Regions from separate parts of the Larimichthys crocea genome. Here region 1 is linked to region 2. The links are chromatin contacts, called in public Hi-C maps. All regions are on one chromosome and are shown on one strand. The core of a region is the stretch at or near the end of the contact, and the rest is flanking DNA. Distances in the headings are between cores, read along the strand shown. Region 1 holds the start of LOC104918179 (cyclic nucleotide-gated cation channel beta-3-like). Region 2 holds the start of mmp16a (matrix metallopeptidase 16a (membrane-inserted)).

The links. A called contact is a pair of places that touch in the nucleus more often than the background predicts.
Region 1: a contact with region 2 is called in a Hi-C map of muscle, with 3 times the contacts expected there. The contact joins the promoter of LOC104918179 here to the promoter of mmp16a in region 2. A contact is called at or near these places in 2 of 7 Hi-C or Micro-C datasets (both in muscle).

The regions. Positions count from the first base shown.
Region 1 is chrXXIII:15,619,126-15,623,228 of L_crocea_2.0, forward strand. It overlaps LOC104918179 (cyclic nucleotide-gated cation channel beta-3-like), which reads left to right and starts at 1,536. Exons shown (of 19, transcript XM_027274420.1): 1 at 1,536-1,658; 2 at 2,233-2,287; 3 at 2,351-2,415; 4 at 3,282-3,381. The coding sequence starts at 1,536.
Region 2 is chrXXIII:15,444,891-15,448,908 of L_crocea_2.0, forward strand. It overlaps mmp16a (matrix metallopeptidase 16a (membrane-inserted)), which reads left to right and starts at 2,031. Exons shown (of 11, transcript XM_019274849.2): 1 at 2,031-2,586. The coding sequence starts at 2,461.

The DNA.
Region 1 (4,103 bases), core at 286-2,785, 170 kb after region 2:
ATGGTCCTTGAGAACACTCGGAGATACATTACACGAAGCCCACAGCTGAGTCAGGCCCCGTCTGCATCATCACTGTGGCATTTCGTTGGTCGTTCCCCAGCGTGACAAGAGGCATGGAACAGCAGAATATGGGCTGTGTGGGTGGGCGATAGTGGTGCAATTTTATTCTTAACGACAAGCGAGCGCATGAGTGTCTAACTGAGATAAGGGCTAAATGAAAACAGCAAAATATGCAAAGATAATGAAAATGACAATGGAGAGATTTATGAGCGTAAATAACCATGCTTACAGCCTCCCCCTATGTGTATCATGCTGATTATGTCACCTTAATGTGTTCATAATGTGGAGTCTACGTAGTGTGAATTACTGATATGTACTAGTACATTACTACAAAGAGAAAACATGTATGACAACTTTTCAGATCTAGCTGAACATGGAGTCACCTTGCAGAGCTTTTTATATAGCGTACATAATCGTATGTAGTCAAGGAGTGGGCCCCTATTCAGTTTGTATCTTGTGCCACAAGCATGTGCACAAGATGTATGTGCAAGGCCATGCGGATGGCACGACTAGTTTGGATGGTTTCACACAGTGGGGAGCCATATCTTATATTTTTTAAAAATGATTTGCCGTAAAATATAAATGTGTCTATAAGAAAATTGTATCGATTATTAATACAACTTAATAAAGATACGTTTTGTCAGTCAATCATATTTGACCTCTAAGAGGGAATGTGCTTTTATTGTTAAATATTGACAAGTTCCTCCAAGGACAGCTGTTTCTAGAGCTGAGGAAAATTGTTGTCGGTAACACCACTTTCGTGACAAAAGAAAATTGTTATTGAATTAAGTCCAATAGGACTTAGATTCACCAATACCAGTGTGCTAAAATAGGTGGGAAAGAAGAGGATTGCAAAGTTTCATCCTTTAGTTAAATGTCGAAGAAAGCCCTGAAAAATTTTGCTAGGTCTCAAGGCTTTAATAAAAATTACTAAATTAAGAAGACCAGCCAGGGTACTTAACTACATTTTGGAATACAACGTGAAACTAATTTATTTTTTGTTTGTTTATTTCACTATAATTAAACAATCTTGTATGTGGCGTCATATATTCAACAAGATGTGGGTTGAGCAATGGTCCCGACATAAGTATAGTGGAAACCTTTTTACTGACTACAAGCGCTATAACTATAAGTTCAAGTTTCAGATTTATTTGTCATGTGTAACACAGCAAAAGCAAAAAACAGTTGCTCATACTCCAGAAGGTTAAAGTAGTCAGTGTGTATTCACACACATGTATTATGTATCCATGATTATTTTAGTCCAGCTTTAGTGGTCACCTATAAGCCTCTCGAGATCTTATATGAGATGGTCATGGACTTAGAGGTTACTAATAATGGTGGGGGCTTTTCTTTGTGCAAGGGTATTAGTGCTGCTAAAAGCAGTCATAGCAGGGGGACCTTTCAGCTCCTTAGGAGTCACTACATAGTAAGCTGTAGACGGCAAAGCAGCCTTTAGCACCTTTAGGTTTCTAGACATGTTTGGCAAGTTTAAGGGCCTCTTGAGTGGCCCACAGATGCCAGCTACTTCTGGGACCACCAGCGCAACCACTGATCCAGCTCCTGCTCCTGGTCCAGCTCCTGGTCCAGCTCCTGCTAAGGTAAGACTTGTTTGAAGCTAGAAAACAGTGTGTTGTATATTCACAGCTGTAAAATATTGTTATTACTATCTATCTAATGTCCTAAAGGGTATTAGATTTTCCTGTCATGCTCTTACAAGCTTTCAATAGCTTCATATTGTTCAACACGTGCCAGTAACAGCAGAATCCAAGTCCCAAATCAAGCATGACCACAGAAACAATTATATATCCCATCCAGCCTGTGATACAGCAAGTTTGGTTACATTTGTTTCTCCTGGGATCACAGCAGCGGCTTCTTATCGGCTCCCCCATCCATTCAATTTGCTCAGTACTCCTGCCAACAAAGAATCAAATGAAATTGTTTCATTACACGGACTTTATTGAAATCACTCATTACCCAACAGGCACTTTTGAATTCTATTCATCTCAAATGCAGTCTGTTTTTTAAAAGGCAAACAAGTCATTTGTCAAAGGCTAAATTCACTGTTCTGTTCACACAAAAAAAGCTCTCTAAATTAAAATGTCTCTCTAATGACCATGGTTTGACTAATGAAGCAGAGCATCTGACTTTGTGAAATGTTGATTTGTGGTGTAGGATGAGAAGCCAGCCGATAAGGAGAATGAGGCCAAGACAGCGGACAAACCGCAGGGTAAGCCATCACTCACTTGTTACTAAATTACTGGATGTCCTTTTTTGTTCTGCGTCGTGTCAGACAGGCTGACGTTAAAACAGTATCCCAGGCTGTTCGGGGTCTTACGGGGAGTTCAGGAATACGTTGTAAGTTTCACGTGGAGCTTTAAAAAGGCTGTAATCAGCTTTGTGTGTGGAGATATTGATAAAGAAGAAAATCATATCATTACGTCAACAAAGAGGCACACAAATGGCACACATTGACTTGTGTCATTTGTTGACAGCTTATCAATATGAACATTTCAGCCCTGGTCAGCTCGTCCTCACCTTATTGTCTTGGTCCAAACTTAATTGTCCCTGCAGTCTGAGGTCTATAAGATAAATTGAATTTCAGCAGCTTGTTGATTGTGGGGCTCTTTGTTCAGACACCTGTCCTGCAGCAAACTCAATGGGTAAGTCATTCGTTTAGGTCCTGTCCCCCAGTGCAGCTGATTATACCCTCAGAAAACTCCTGAACTATCCTCCAGTTGTAACATCAATGGTCTTATGGACATTATGAATCACAGTCATAACTTCTGTTCAGTCTATACACACTTTGTATTTTATTTAAACAATGCAGCTCAGATAGATTCTTGAACATTACCATATTATAATTCCTTTTAAAGTTATTCATATTTTATAGCCACATGAGCTACATAGAATCATTTGGTGGGCACTGTTCTTCAAGGAACTTTTAAACCCAAGAACTTTACTCTTGAACTTAAAAAATGCCAAATAGTTCCCTTTTTAACAATATAGGACACTGTTTGTAAGACAACTTCAAATGTAGAGTTACAAAGTGCTTAAAACTTAAAAAGTAGTAATATGTATAATAGTAGTTATTGTATAATGTGTATAATGTGGTTTCTGTCGTTTTTGTGGGAGTTGTAGTCTTTGCATGCATTACAAAGATCATGTCTACATGAGATGTAAAGATTAATTAACATTGTTCCCCCTTTTAAAATCAAATCTAGCAACAGCCCCTGCCCCTGCTCCGGCCCCTGCTCCGGCCCCTGTTCCAGCTCCAGCTCCTACATCAGCCCCAGCTAACCCTGACCAAGCTGAACCTGAAGGGTAGGGCAGCACCCTAGCCACTTGTGTTTCATTGTTTAAGCAACAATCACAATGACATAAATCCCACTTTAGCTTAGCAGAAACAACGTCTGCCAAAACACTTACAACACAAACCAGTATCAAAATAATCACCCAATGGACACTGGAATCAGTGGTAATCAGTAATCAGATTCCCTGGCAAGATGGCAGAGAGACCTAAGAGATGAGTGCAGCATGTGTGAGATCTTTATCCCTCGGCACAAGATGCATAAACAGAGGGATGACCTGAAAGTGGATTAAAAGCTTTCAGCTTTGTAGTTTTAAGAAGCTCACTAGCTTCTGGCCCCTGACAATAAAAGCCATGGAGGCGACAGGTAAACACGGATTCTGCTGATCCTTACACTTGTAAACATGTTACCTTTTACATGGGGAGACGTGTTGCAAATGGTTCATCAGTGGATAATGAAGTGTGTTAAGTGAGTGTTGGTGAGAGCTACAGTAGGTGTGTCAGCCATCAGGTTGAGTGATGTGTGGAAAAAATAGCCTATTTGTGTAAGGGCTCAAAGGTGACACAAAATACACATCAGGCTAGACTGGTATGGCCTCATTACTGACAGGTTATAAAAGGATTTCATGCACCTTGATGGTCCTAATGCAGTGTTTGATATTTGTACTGACAAATCTTTAGCATAACTTGATTACAGATGTCAGAATGCCAGGTTCAACCATTCTGACATTCAGTC
Region 2 (4,018 bases), core at 781-3,280:
TTGTGTAGTCTGGGTTAGCATTATTACTGCAAATTGTTGCCGTCTAAAATTCCACGCTTTGTGTTAACAAGCAACAGTGTACAGATGTCTAAAGTTTCCAGGCTGAATGCAGAAATTAATCGAATGTCTACAGAGAAATTTTACTGGTTTCCAAGCCATTTATACTTTCACACACACCATTGAATGAGAGGAGGACATTAGCATGATCTCATCTGAGAACAAATGAGATCTTGTCCCATAAACTTAAATCACGATCTACTGGGGAATCCCAAGGTGAATTTAGTGTCTTTTTTTAGTGTCACTTCTTGCCTTTCATAAATCACTGCAGTTCTTAAAGGGGCTCAGCTGTTCAAATAGTAAATGAACAATTCATAAGTCTGCAATCTGCCTTGATACTCACAGTGTGAACTAATGACTGTGTGAGTCAGCAGATCTCAGAGCACACCGCATCCTATATCCTTTGCAAGTCGTGATGGACTCGCATGTCAGCCTCAGAGTGTCAGACAACGTGTACTGTATTGATTTGTACAATGAATTTGCATGTGTATTATTAGTAGTGCTGTTATGATCTGCAGTGGGCATGAAAATGTTTGCTTTTATCATTGCAGTATGACAGTGTGTCCCATAGAAACTCAAGACTCCTGTGTCACACAGAGGTCAAACTGTGCTACACACTCGTATTCTTGCTGCTGATGTTTTTCAAAACTTTAAATGGAGTTTTTCCATTTAGTGTGATCGGTGAGAATTCCTCAGAGGAAGTCGCTGAGGTGTATGTGCAAATTGAAACCTCATCAATGGGCTAATGGTGCGGCTCACCTAACTTTCCTGTGGCACACACACACACACACACAGTTTTACACACAACCACTCCTTTTGAGTTAGTCTAAGTCATTGATCTGGCTCATTAGATATGACCCTTCTCGATTACCAGAGGAGATTAGAGAGAGGCTTTCGCATACATCTATGTTTGTGTATTATGTCTTCTTGTTCTTTTTACCAGGCAACAGCACTTACATCACATATTTTAATGTCACTTAATGAAGCATACAATCGCAAGAGTATTTATACATGTAAAGATGATGCGACCATGATGAAGGGTTTGCCTGTAAAAGCAGGATCTTGAAAGCTTGAATGCATCAGCTACTCTACAGGAACTGCATTGACAATCAATGGCATCATCGTCACCTACTGGAAACAGTGCTGAGACACACAAGAGACTTCTGGGTACCGTGGAGGACTCACTCACACTGAGGGGTTGTGGGAATTTGAAATAACCTCTGAGCCTCATCATCGCCCTCTAGTGGATTTATAGAATACAGTAGATAAAACCCACACACAGACAGAAATACAGTGATTCAACATGCAGTTTATGTTTGTAGATATAAATATATAAATATAAAAAAATCACACAGAAATATAAAGATGTACATTTTTCTTGTTCTTGTTCTGAACACTGAAACGTTTATGTCAGGAAAATGATGATTTAGGCTGTTATTAACGTCATTTTCAAACATTTCACCAATGTTTAGTTCATAAAAAATACCTAGAATAAGGCAGATTCAGCACTTTTCTGAAACATTTACCTGCACTCCAAGGTTTAAATTATGGCATAAAGTGAGCGTGAGCTACACTCTGCTTTTCTTCCCAAAGTTATAATCAGATGATGTGTTTATATTCAATGGCAAACTAACACTGGACCTGCCTTACAAAGGTAAAATCATATAATGTGATTGTTATTTTTGTGTTTATTTACATGAATAAATAAGCTATAATGTGTTTATTTACATGAATAAATAAGCTATAATGTGTTCATTTACATGAATAAATAAGCTATAATGTGTTTATTTATTAATAAATAAGCTATAATGTGTTAATTTACATGAATAAATAAGCTATAATGTACTAAAAGAAGAATAAGCAGCATCCATGTGAAAAACATGTCAAACAAAAACTGGATGTTTTTTTTTTTCAGGATTTGGATCAGGAGTGGGATAGGGGGGGGCGCTCGTGCCAGTCCGCGCATGCGCATTCGGTGGGAAACACGATTGAAAACGGGCAGCTATGCCGCGCGGTGCAGAAAACGAGCTGGACGCGTCCGCTTGGAACAACGGCCGGTGTACCGGAGGACTCACCCGGGGACTGCAGGACCGGGAGGCTGCTGACAGGCGTTAACAGCGACTTTTTCCCCGGGGATAACCTCCTCCTGTAACCGCGGCGAAAGCAGCAGCAGCAGCAGCAGCGGCGGAGCGGTCGACGTATCCGCTCCCGACTCTCCCTCCCCTTCTTCCCCTCTCCGCTCCTCTGCTTTCGGCACCGCAACAGAGACACCGACACATCAGCTATGTTGCTGCTAAACGTCTAGGATTTACACCCCCCCGCCCCCGTTGTGCGTTTGTTTGTACCGACTGTAAATAAAAGTGCTCCGAGACAATAAGCGACAACACAACAGCGGGGTCCACTATGGTTTTATTGGCGGTCCGCAGTAGGAGATGTCTTAATAGCTGCTGTATGGGGACGTTATGCTTGCAGTTGTTGCTGTGGATTTTATGTGCCGTGAACGGAGAGGAGCAGCCGTTCAGTGTGGAGGTAAGAACCGGGACTGTTGTTGTTGACATGACACCATTCAAATAAAGGAAAAGAAAACGTGCTTTCCCCTCCTGTTAACATGCATTATTTATATCTTCTTTCCAGAGAATAATGTATTTAAGGCACATTGTTGCCCATGTTTTAGTCTGTGTTGATGTTTGACTAACAACGGGGTCTTTGTGAGATGCCCAGCTGGGTTGTTCCATCCTTTTTCTCCACTTTTGAATTTGAATTTTTGATCATTTGGATGAAATATGCACCTCCACATGATCATATTTCATATCTGGGTTTGTTTATGTTCTCAAAGCGGGCTAATATTAAAAAAGAAAAGTTGCCTTTTTTCACTTTAATATGATTTGAAATGTCCCCAATGGACAGTGAAGGCAACATGACTAGTTTAAGTCATGTTATCTTCCTATATAAACTCTACATACCCATGTAATTCAATACTGAGTCAACAAAAATCTTCAGTCAATGGAGCGAATATTCAGAATGGGTCCCACAGCCAGAACTTTTTCGTTTTTAAGACAGAACACGAGAACCTCCACTTGAGAGTGTTCAGATAATATCACATGTGCCATTACAACAAAAAGCACCACATGCTCAGAGGCTTAATTCTCCAGAAAGAGATCTCATGGGTTCACAGACAACAATGTGAGCAGCTAGATGAGATTTTAACAGGGGAGGGGAAAAAAAAAAAGGTTTCTTTTCAAATGGAGCTTTTATTCCGATCTGATATCCCAACTTAATGGATTGTTAAAAGCCCTCAGGCTACAAGTGTTACGCCAATAAACTTTAACACTCAATCAGCCCCTAAAAAGAATCAGTGTTTACTCTTTTTTTTACCTTTTTCTTTCTTTTAAGATTCTGCAGAGCGAGCACTCATGTTAAAGAGACACATTTGGGTTTTTATCAAAGGGCGCATGTGTCTTCTTTTTTTATTTATTTATTATTTTTTTTACATCCTCTGTTATTTCCAGTGCTGTTTAGCCAAAGTTGAATGCATAAGACTATCAAAGTGTTACACCGCAACCCCTCTCGCTGTCTCTCACACTTGGCTGCACACACACATCACAGAGACACCACACAGGAACATCCTGGCATGTCTACTGACAGTCATTTAAAATCCTACATCCACATATCCACATGATTTGCAAGCTTGGCATGCCGCACTGTTCCCTTTTGGAAAAGCAGAAAGGCAGGGAGCAGATTTAGTCCAGATGCTACAGGTTATTCAGTTTAATGTCCAAAATCACATGGCAAAAAAAAAAAAAAAAAAAAAAAAGACAAGAGGAAGAAAGTTTGAGAGATTGTAAAAAGGGTATGTTTTTTTTGTCCTCAGTTGATATATCTTGGATAGTTTCCCTTAAAAGAAGACCAAAATAACTTAAACTCTGGGCCAGTCAGATGTCAAAACCCATGATTTTCAATA